Linked DNA regions of Bombyx mori: region 2 is linked to region 1. The links are chromatin contacts, called in public Hi-C maps. All regions are on one chromosome and are shown on one strand. Each heading gives the region's core, a stretch centred on a gene start, on an enhancer-like site or on the middle of the called end of the contact. The rest is flanking DNA. Distances are from core to core; before and after follow the strand shown.

Evidence for each region. Hi-C and Micro-C count contacts between places; a contact is called where the count stands out from the background.
Region 2: a Hi-C map of whole pupa shows a contact between it and region 1, with 1.8 times the contacts expected there. The contact joins two enhancer-like sites. A contact is called at or near these places in 2 of 7 Hi-C or Micro-C datasets (both in whole pupa).

Annotation. Positions count from the first base shown.
Region 1 is chr22:5,916,391-5,920,491 of ASM3026992v2, forward strand. LOC101743047 (bifunctional heparan sulfate N-deacetylase/N-sulfotransferase) reads right to left here. Exons shown (of 15, transcript XM_012695350.3): 13 at 2,053-2,169. Among protein-coding and RNA genes, the nearest start is that of LOC134201026, 47 kb to the left of the region's middle. Within about 2 kb of position 1,916, at least 5 of the 8 cell types and tissues checked have open chromatin away from gene starts, as enhancers often do.
Region 2 is chr22:6,005,073-6,009,409 of ASM3026992v2, forward strand. All of the region lies in intron 1 of LOC101743047 (bifunctional heparan sulfate N-deacetylase/N-sulfotransferase), which reads right to left. Among protein-coding and RNA genes, the nearest start is that of LOC101743047, 7.6 kb to the right of the region's middle. Within about 2 kb of position 2,254, at least 6 of the 8 cell types and tissues checked have open chromatin away from gene starts, as enhancers often do.

The DNA.
Region 1 (4,101 bases), core at 666-3,165:
AACGATAAAATTTAGAATTAATTCATATTTTGAATATAATAAAAATTACTTTAACTTTAATAAATTGGTTTTACGTGTCATTTTATTGGAATAAATGTCATATTGGGACAATATACTCTGATCTGAAAATTTGTTTGAAAAAATCGAAATATATGGCGAAAATTTATTAGTAGGACGTTTTGTGAGCAGCGTACGGAGAGGTACCACCACCCCGTCCATTTCTAAGGCGAAGCAGTAATGCATTCCGGTCGGAAGGGTGGGATAGTTGTTAAACAATAGAATTGAAACTTTGTCTTAAAGTTTCTGGCGCCATTAACACTAAACACCTGGTGGGTCATGAGTTAAGTACATCCCTGTAGTGTACTAAAAAAGCTAAAACCTCCAATTACGAAATGTACCATGTAAACACAATTCTATTCATGTTTTAATAATTTAATATTATTTCTAAAAAACAGAGATCGGTGTAGAAAGTTTCTGTTGAATTTAAGTTTATTATAATCACATTTACAAATCTTCGCACTTTACGTTAAAACGAAATATTTTAACTAATTTAATTTTTGTGAGATGTAGCTTTGGAACAATGATAAAAGTAAAAATGACGCAGACTTATCGCCATCGCTAATCTGATAATCTCGACGAGACAGATCTCTCTCTACAAGGCTACAACAACGTGCGTAATATTTGATGTAATAAATTCACGGCGCCACTCAACCAGCCGACGACGTATAAAATAAAATTTTAATTTAGGATCACGTCCCGTATTACGTACAATATGAAGATGTTTTAATAAAATTTGCGTGCAAACGTAACGTAACGTAACGAGGCCGGAAAACGAGCGAAATTATCGAGTGCTCGTGCAAAACGTGTCCGCCGTTTATTGGAATCTTGAGTTGGGTTAAAGAAAGCCAATAATATTTAACGTAACGTTTATTTGTACGACGGTAAGTCGAAGCGCGGAATAATGGAATATTTGGACGCGTGTCGAACTGCTTATACGTTTCTTATGAAATTTCTTATGAAACTCGACCCTATTACGTGCTCAAGTGGAGATTTTTTTGCACTTATAACCCGTGATACGGTCGAGCGTTCTCCGACAAACTTAAAATATATTGTGATTATAGATTACTAAGCGTTACCAGCGGCTGCGTCCGCGCGGGCAAGGAAATTTTCAATGTGGTATTCCCCTTGAGAACGATTATTTTTATAGCCCTTGTATGCAGACGAGAATACGGCCCACCTGATGGAGAGTGGTAACCGTCGCTAATGGACGTCAGTAATGCCAGGGGCACAGCCAAAGCGCTGCCTACCGCTATGAGATTTTTTTCGGGATAAAAGGTACTGTATTTCAACCTCGCGATCGTGATTATCATTTTAAAAAATTATGTCAATCCGTTGCTTCGTTTCAAGGTGAAAAAATTGACAAACAACCAAACACACACTAGCACGTTTATTATATCAGTGTGGATTTATTAAATTAACGAATGCAATTTTATATTATTGATTAATTTGCGCTTAAGAAATGCTTAGGAATATCTTCCAAACAAGACGTTTCTGATATCATCCCTATACTTTTTTTGATATCATTGAATCATGTTTGCATTAGATCTCGATTACTTAATTAGAATTTAGAAAACGTGATAAATAAAATTAAATATCTACAGTTCAATCGCGGCAGAAACCTTCAGGAGTATTCTATCTCATTCTAAGGGAGACAAAATTTTATGTTTGTCTCTTTTTAGAGTTGCTTTTCGAGTATGAATTCCGTTTCAGCGATTGTGTCATTTTCGCAATGCAATGATAAAAGAAGATAACGTTATACAACAAAACACACATTGTGGACACGGTAACAAACACAAAGAGAGCCAATCAGTTTGCACACACAGGTACACACACACACTTACTCACACACGCACATACACGCATACACGCGGACACGCACACTCGCGCGAACACACACACACACACACACACACACACCCATGTATATTTCATAGATTCGAACAGCTCTCTTCTGTTTGAGGTCTAATGTAGCTCTTATTTGGTATCACTCACCTCAAATCCCTGAGTTGTTTCGGTGCGGAGTCATTCGCCGTGATGATTGTGTGGAATGTGTAATTATTCGCGATCGGGTCGCCGTGAGAGCGTATGTGCTGATACCAGGAGTACGCACTGTTGACGAAATAAACCATTGTAAAATAATCATTTAAAAAAAAAAAGGTTATCCACTGAACGAATATTAGTATTTTCTTCGGATTCCGTCGTGCTGTCGCTGTAACTAAAACAACTTTTACGGTTTAATCTCGACTTTATTATTTCCGATGTTTCCAATACATTTAAGTTTTTAACGACGATTAAGGTGTCATTTTAAGCCTATCACTGTCTCATTTTTATGGACATTTATTTATACTAGAGGTCCCGCAGTAGTCGAAATTCGACTATAATTAATTAGAATTGTAAGTTTGTACACTATTATGATTGTATTTTATACTTCTATAATCACAAATTTCGCCAAGACTACACTATAAAAATATTAACAAAGGCAAACAATATTTAATTTATTCTCAATTGAACAACAGACGCCAAGAAAAAAAGTTTGACAATAAATAGTTTGCATGCGTGTGTGCGTCAAATACAAAATGTAGTGTGTGTAATGTTTTCTTTATTGATTTAATGTCTTTTATGCATAATTTAAAAAAAATATTAACATTGTGCACTTCTTCTCTATATTCTCTATAAGTGTGGAAAATTTCATACTCCTCCGTCCGCGCAATTTTCGTAAAAAGGGATACAAAGTTTTTGCTTCACGTATTAATATATAGATATCATACAGAAAGTTTTAACAATATCTAGAGGTCCCACCAGCCGGCGGTTGTAGTGATAATTATAATTGTGTAGCGGTAGCTATCAGATTGCCACAACAATAGTGCTACTTCAGAGCAATGCAAAAGTTTTCAAGTCGTATATTTGAAACATAAGATGTATAATAAAATGAAAAATTTAACAGATTAAGCTGGGGGGATAGTTTTAACTTCGAGATATAAAAAACAAACGTAGTCTATGTATTTGTATTAAAATGATTTTTAATACAGAACGTAATCAATCGTAATTATACTTTTGAAACAATTATTATCCATAATACGACTGTTACATTTGTAGAGTTTAATCTTATTGGTGAAATGTTTTCAATTATTTTCAAAATTGAAGAATAATTTTCCCGCACAGAAATTTTCTTTCAGACCGTGGTTAAAGGAGCCAATCTCGATATCAAAGAGAGGTTGTTAGTGACGGTACTCCTTGAGACAACACATGTCAGAAATATTTTAAAATTTGTTGTTGGTTTTAGTATTGGTAGGGCGTATACAATACAGTTGAGAATTCGACCTCATGTCTCAAGGTGAGTGTGGCAATGTTATGATAACTGCTGCTTAATATCTATCTGGTGGGCACTGAGAATGTATTAGTTGTGTTTAGTTTTTTAGTTTACGTATTAGTCGCTGGGGTCTACAGCCTCGAGTGGTCGGAGGCGTCTCAAAGAACAACAATATCTGCTCAGACTAGCCAAAAATCAATCAATATTATTTTTCGTTAAATTCTTACAAAGGGTGGTTAATTTACATTTTATATGCCACTTAAAATCACATAAATTGTTTGTGTAATACTTATTAGAAATAAAAAAAAACTGTAATCTAGTTAAAAGGAGTTTTTTTCTATCGACCCTTTTGTAAAGTTTTTTGTTTAATTCAATTTATCTTGAATCAAACGGATAACTTTTTAGAAAGAGCTTACGTATCGCTTACGCGACGAGAAGTTAGAGAGTATTTAAAATTAAAATTAAAAAAAACCCAATCTGCGCGAGACTTTCGACTCTTTATCGGATTAGAACAAAACAATTTACATAAAACGTTGTTATCATGTTGCGTGCTTCCCAAACAACTGTTTAATTTAAGAGTCCGGGTTCATTCATTAATTACGTTTCGCGGATTGTGCCTACTCTGTTATTTAGGACGAAAAACCTTGTCCTATTTAGAGTCGTAATCCGTGAAGTGTATTATTATTAAGTCCAACACTATAATTTTACTTTATTAGGTCTACACTAGACGA
Region 2 (4,337 bases), core at 1,004-3,503, 89 kb after region 1:
ATGCTATCGCGACACTTTTTGTAAATAATAATGTGTTCTTCAAAGTCGTAGTGCATTATTTTATTCTATCATCAATAGTTTTCGCAGGGCACACGATATAAAGAATATTTTAGGTAATTTTTTTACACCTTGGATTACATTATTGGAGTTTTAGTAAGGATCCCTAATTTTTTTCAAAAAACATTAGCCTATGTTACTCGGGAATAGTGTAACTTCCAAAGAGTGAAAGAATTTTTCAAATCGGTTCACTAGTTTCGGAGCCTATTCAATACAAACAAATAAACAAATCTTTCCTCTTTATAATATTAGTATAGAAGTATAAATAATGCTGGTAGGGCGTCTTGTGAGCTCGCACTGGTCGGAGCAATGGGAAGCAATGGGTAGGCACGAGTAGGGTACCACCACCATGCCTATTTCTGCCGTGAGCAGTAATGCGTTTGAGTTTGAAAGGTGTTGCATCCGTTGCACTACAAAACTGAGACTAGGAATTCGTCTCCCAAAGTGAGTGGTGGCATTTAGGTTGTGCTCCGGTAACCTCTTAACAGCAAATACGCTGTGACCTCGCACACCCTTTACAAAATAAACATACTTAATTGACTACATACATACTGCGTAATACAACTTAGCTATAACTATATAATCATATATAATTGATTTCCATCATAACACTGGATTCACTGAAACTTCAACTGGCTTGTGGAAGTTTCAGTTTTTTCAGCATTAGATTAAAAATATTTTGTTCCATGAAAATCATAAATCCCTGACTATATTTATTTAATGGTATACACAATATTTAGAATAGCGTCATCCGTTTCGGTAACATTTCTGATGATGCCCTACTGATGGACGAATCGACCAACACCTGAGTCCTCGAAGTCGCCGGATGGATAGACGAGGCAACCCTAATGGCCTGTCGTTCGACCATCCGCGCCCGTGATTGATCGACACACCCCAATGACGTGTGCACACACATAGCTTACATTGCCCCTACGATATCATGTGTAATCCATCACATACCTACCGAATTTGTACTAACTATACACGCAATGAATATAATAATATGCTAAACTTTATAAATGTATCATATCATTTAAATCTCTAGGCTTGAAATGTCTAAATCTAATAAACCCCGACAGACAGCATAAATGTTACCATTCTAGTCCCTTGAACAGCAGTTTTGAAAACGCAAGGTAATTAATTTTTACATCCTTATATATAATATTAATGAAGACTAGATTAAAACGTAACTATCTCAAATAAATATTCAAGATATTTTAATAACAACATCAAAGCAAATACATAGATGTAAAAACTCATTTCAGTAAAGTGGATGTTTGAAAATATAAGATAAAAGAACTCACATTTTAGCCGCGAGTACTACAGATTGCATTTGGATTTTATTAGAAAAGTTTTGGGGTTTTATTGAATGACCCGATTTAATTTAACTGAAAAATGTAACATTAAGGAGCATGTTTTACAGCAATTGTATTTTATGGTTTCAGTATGAATTTGAAAAGTCTAAAAATCTTAGTATCCCTTGATCCATTTATAAAAGTACAATTTCGGAAACAAAACGGAAAGCTACGAATAACGAGGCGAAGTTATTGGAGTGGAAGTGATCAATTTTCTCAACAATTTCGCCGTCATCTTAAATCTTTTCAGGGGCACAAAACATTTAGCCAATTCAGCGCACCGGGACCGACCGTGATAATAGAGCCTGTTGACTGGGAGGGACAGTCATCGCAAACACAAGCCATTAGCGTATTGTTACCGCCTTTTCAGTCGTGCCCTCAATATAGAAGCTTTTTGTGGAAATCTTAGGAAATTTTGATAACCTCGTGTTTCTTGCTTCATTTTTTTTTTATGATGTATTATATCTTCAAACCTTTTTTGTATTTACCCGGTTTTATTAGCATTAATAAAGAAGCCGTATGTACATCTCTATGACTTTGCAAACATAATTTTCAAAATGTTCACAAATTAAAGTTTTCAACCATGATTCTTTCTTAAGTAATTTATAAATAGTTTTAAAGTTACATTATCACTTTTGTTAGTGAAATTTTGAAAATATCGATTATTTTAAAATATGTATATGATGTATATATAATCATTGAAAACATCAGATTCTGATAGTACTAACCAACCTATCAAAACGTCAGGTCTTCGACTCGTGAACGGGTCGATTGGAGCCACCGAGCGATAGCACCGTGAAGCTAGCCAGCCATTCTCCTCGGAACAAAGCTGCTCTGATCTAATCAACGCAATAATACACAACGGATAACTGCACAACTGGGCCGGGAAATAAACAGGCATCTGTACAACGCCAACACACCCGATATTTTAAATAACAAACAATATTACAACCGAGCTACGACGAGAACAGAACATTGTTGGAGCGCGTGCCGCAACCAGCTGTTTTAGATAACGTGTGACCTCTGCAATAAACGGAGCATCAACTTTTTAATTATCTGAAAAAAAAATGACCTGCCATATAGGCATTAAATGCGTTCATTGAGGTGTTGTATGTACATTTACGGTTGAGATAATATCTGAGTCGCTGTTTTGTTTGAACTTAAATTTTCCCATCGTTACATTATATACATACATTATCACAGATACGATAACTATGCGTACATAGTTAAGCAATGTATATTCTTTTAATCATAGTTATTACTATTAACATAAATATACGAATCATTTACAGCTTAACCAAGGCTATGTTTGTCTTGACAAGTACAACAGACGTAGTACTTTTTCAGGGTTGGTGATAAAATCGCTAAATGCGTAGGTACTCAACAAGTAAAAAAAGTATAAAACCTTGAATTTTTTTTTTTTTAATAAATTGCTGAGTTTTCGGTTAGTCAATTTAGTTCATGATCATGATTTCAGATATAATTCTAACTGAGAACTGAAACCTATTGAAAACCATAAGCAACAGTGAAATGTAGTGCCTCAAGCAAACACAATGAAATGAGTGCCTATTTCCTTTTTATTTATTCGCTTCAATGGCTTTGATCTCCTGCCCTTTGAAAAACGTTTCACAAAATCCACAAAATACGCTCGGTAACTGGGTAAATGTCTATGTCATCTATTCAAGTCTTCCGCATTGAACATCTGGAATTCGGAGATAACTCAAGAAAAACGTTTTCAATCACATTTGTTAAAGTAACCAGTTTATTTCTCTCAGTGTTGGAAGATGCAAGTACTAATTTCTTTTTTTGTACTAATTTCGGCTCTAGTTATGCAATGAAAAAAACAAATGGTAGCATTTCAAAATTCCGAAACGCGTCACGGTTCTGTCCGTACCATTATCATCGGCCATGGGTATCGAAGAAAACTACACATCAAGACGCGCCCACGTGTGCCTATATTGCTACAACAATAAAGATAACAGACCAAATAAGAGTTAAAAAGTATGTTTTGTCTTTTACAAAATTAACAGTTCCGTGTGCTCAAAAGTGATTTTTTTACAAATATAACAGATAATGCCATTAACTCATTTTATTAAGGTAGCGGAAGGTGGACTTTGAGAAAAGGGTCGCCTGTTAATGACGTTCATTCGAGACAATACGTTCTTCTCCAAAGCGACGTCTAATTTAATCAACGATAGGTACAACACGAAATTCTATAGTGCATACATTGTAACTACTTTGTACGTAGAACGTGATATGAATCAAGAATACAAAAAATCATAATATCTTTGTAAAGTAGCTATAAATTGAGGAATCTAAAACAAATGCTTAATTCGTAATAAAAAAATTATTAAATAGTTAGGTTGGTCTTAGCATTACAGTAATTATTACTAAATAACACTAACACCCATTTCTATGCGACTTATTTTTATAGCTTATATGGGTGGACGAGCCCACAGCCCTAGTGGTTACTAGAGCCCATAGACATCTTCAACCTAAATGCGCCACCCATCCTGAGATATAAGTTCTAAGGTCTCAAGTATAGTTACAACGGCTGCCCTACTCTTCAAACCGAAACGCATTACTGCTTCACGGCAGAAATAGTCAGGGTGGTGGTAGGTACCCACCCGCGCGGACTCACAAGAGATCCTACCACCAGTAATTACGCGAATTATAATATTGCGGGTTTGATTTTTATTACACGATGTTATTCCTTCACCGTGGAAGTCAATCGTGAGCATTTGTTGAGTACGTATTTCATTAGAAAAATTGTTACCCGCCTCGAATTCGAACACTGGTGTATCGCTTCAACACGAATGCACCGGACGTCTTATCCTTTAGGCCACGACGACTTCATTTGTTAACGACATTAGTTTGAAGCTAAATAGTGTAATTTTACATTTTGTTGTACGTTTATTTAAGGTT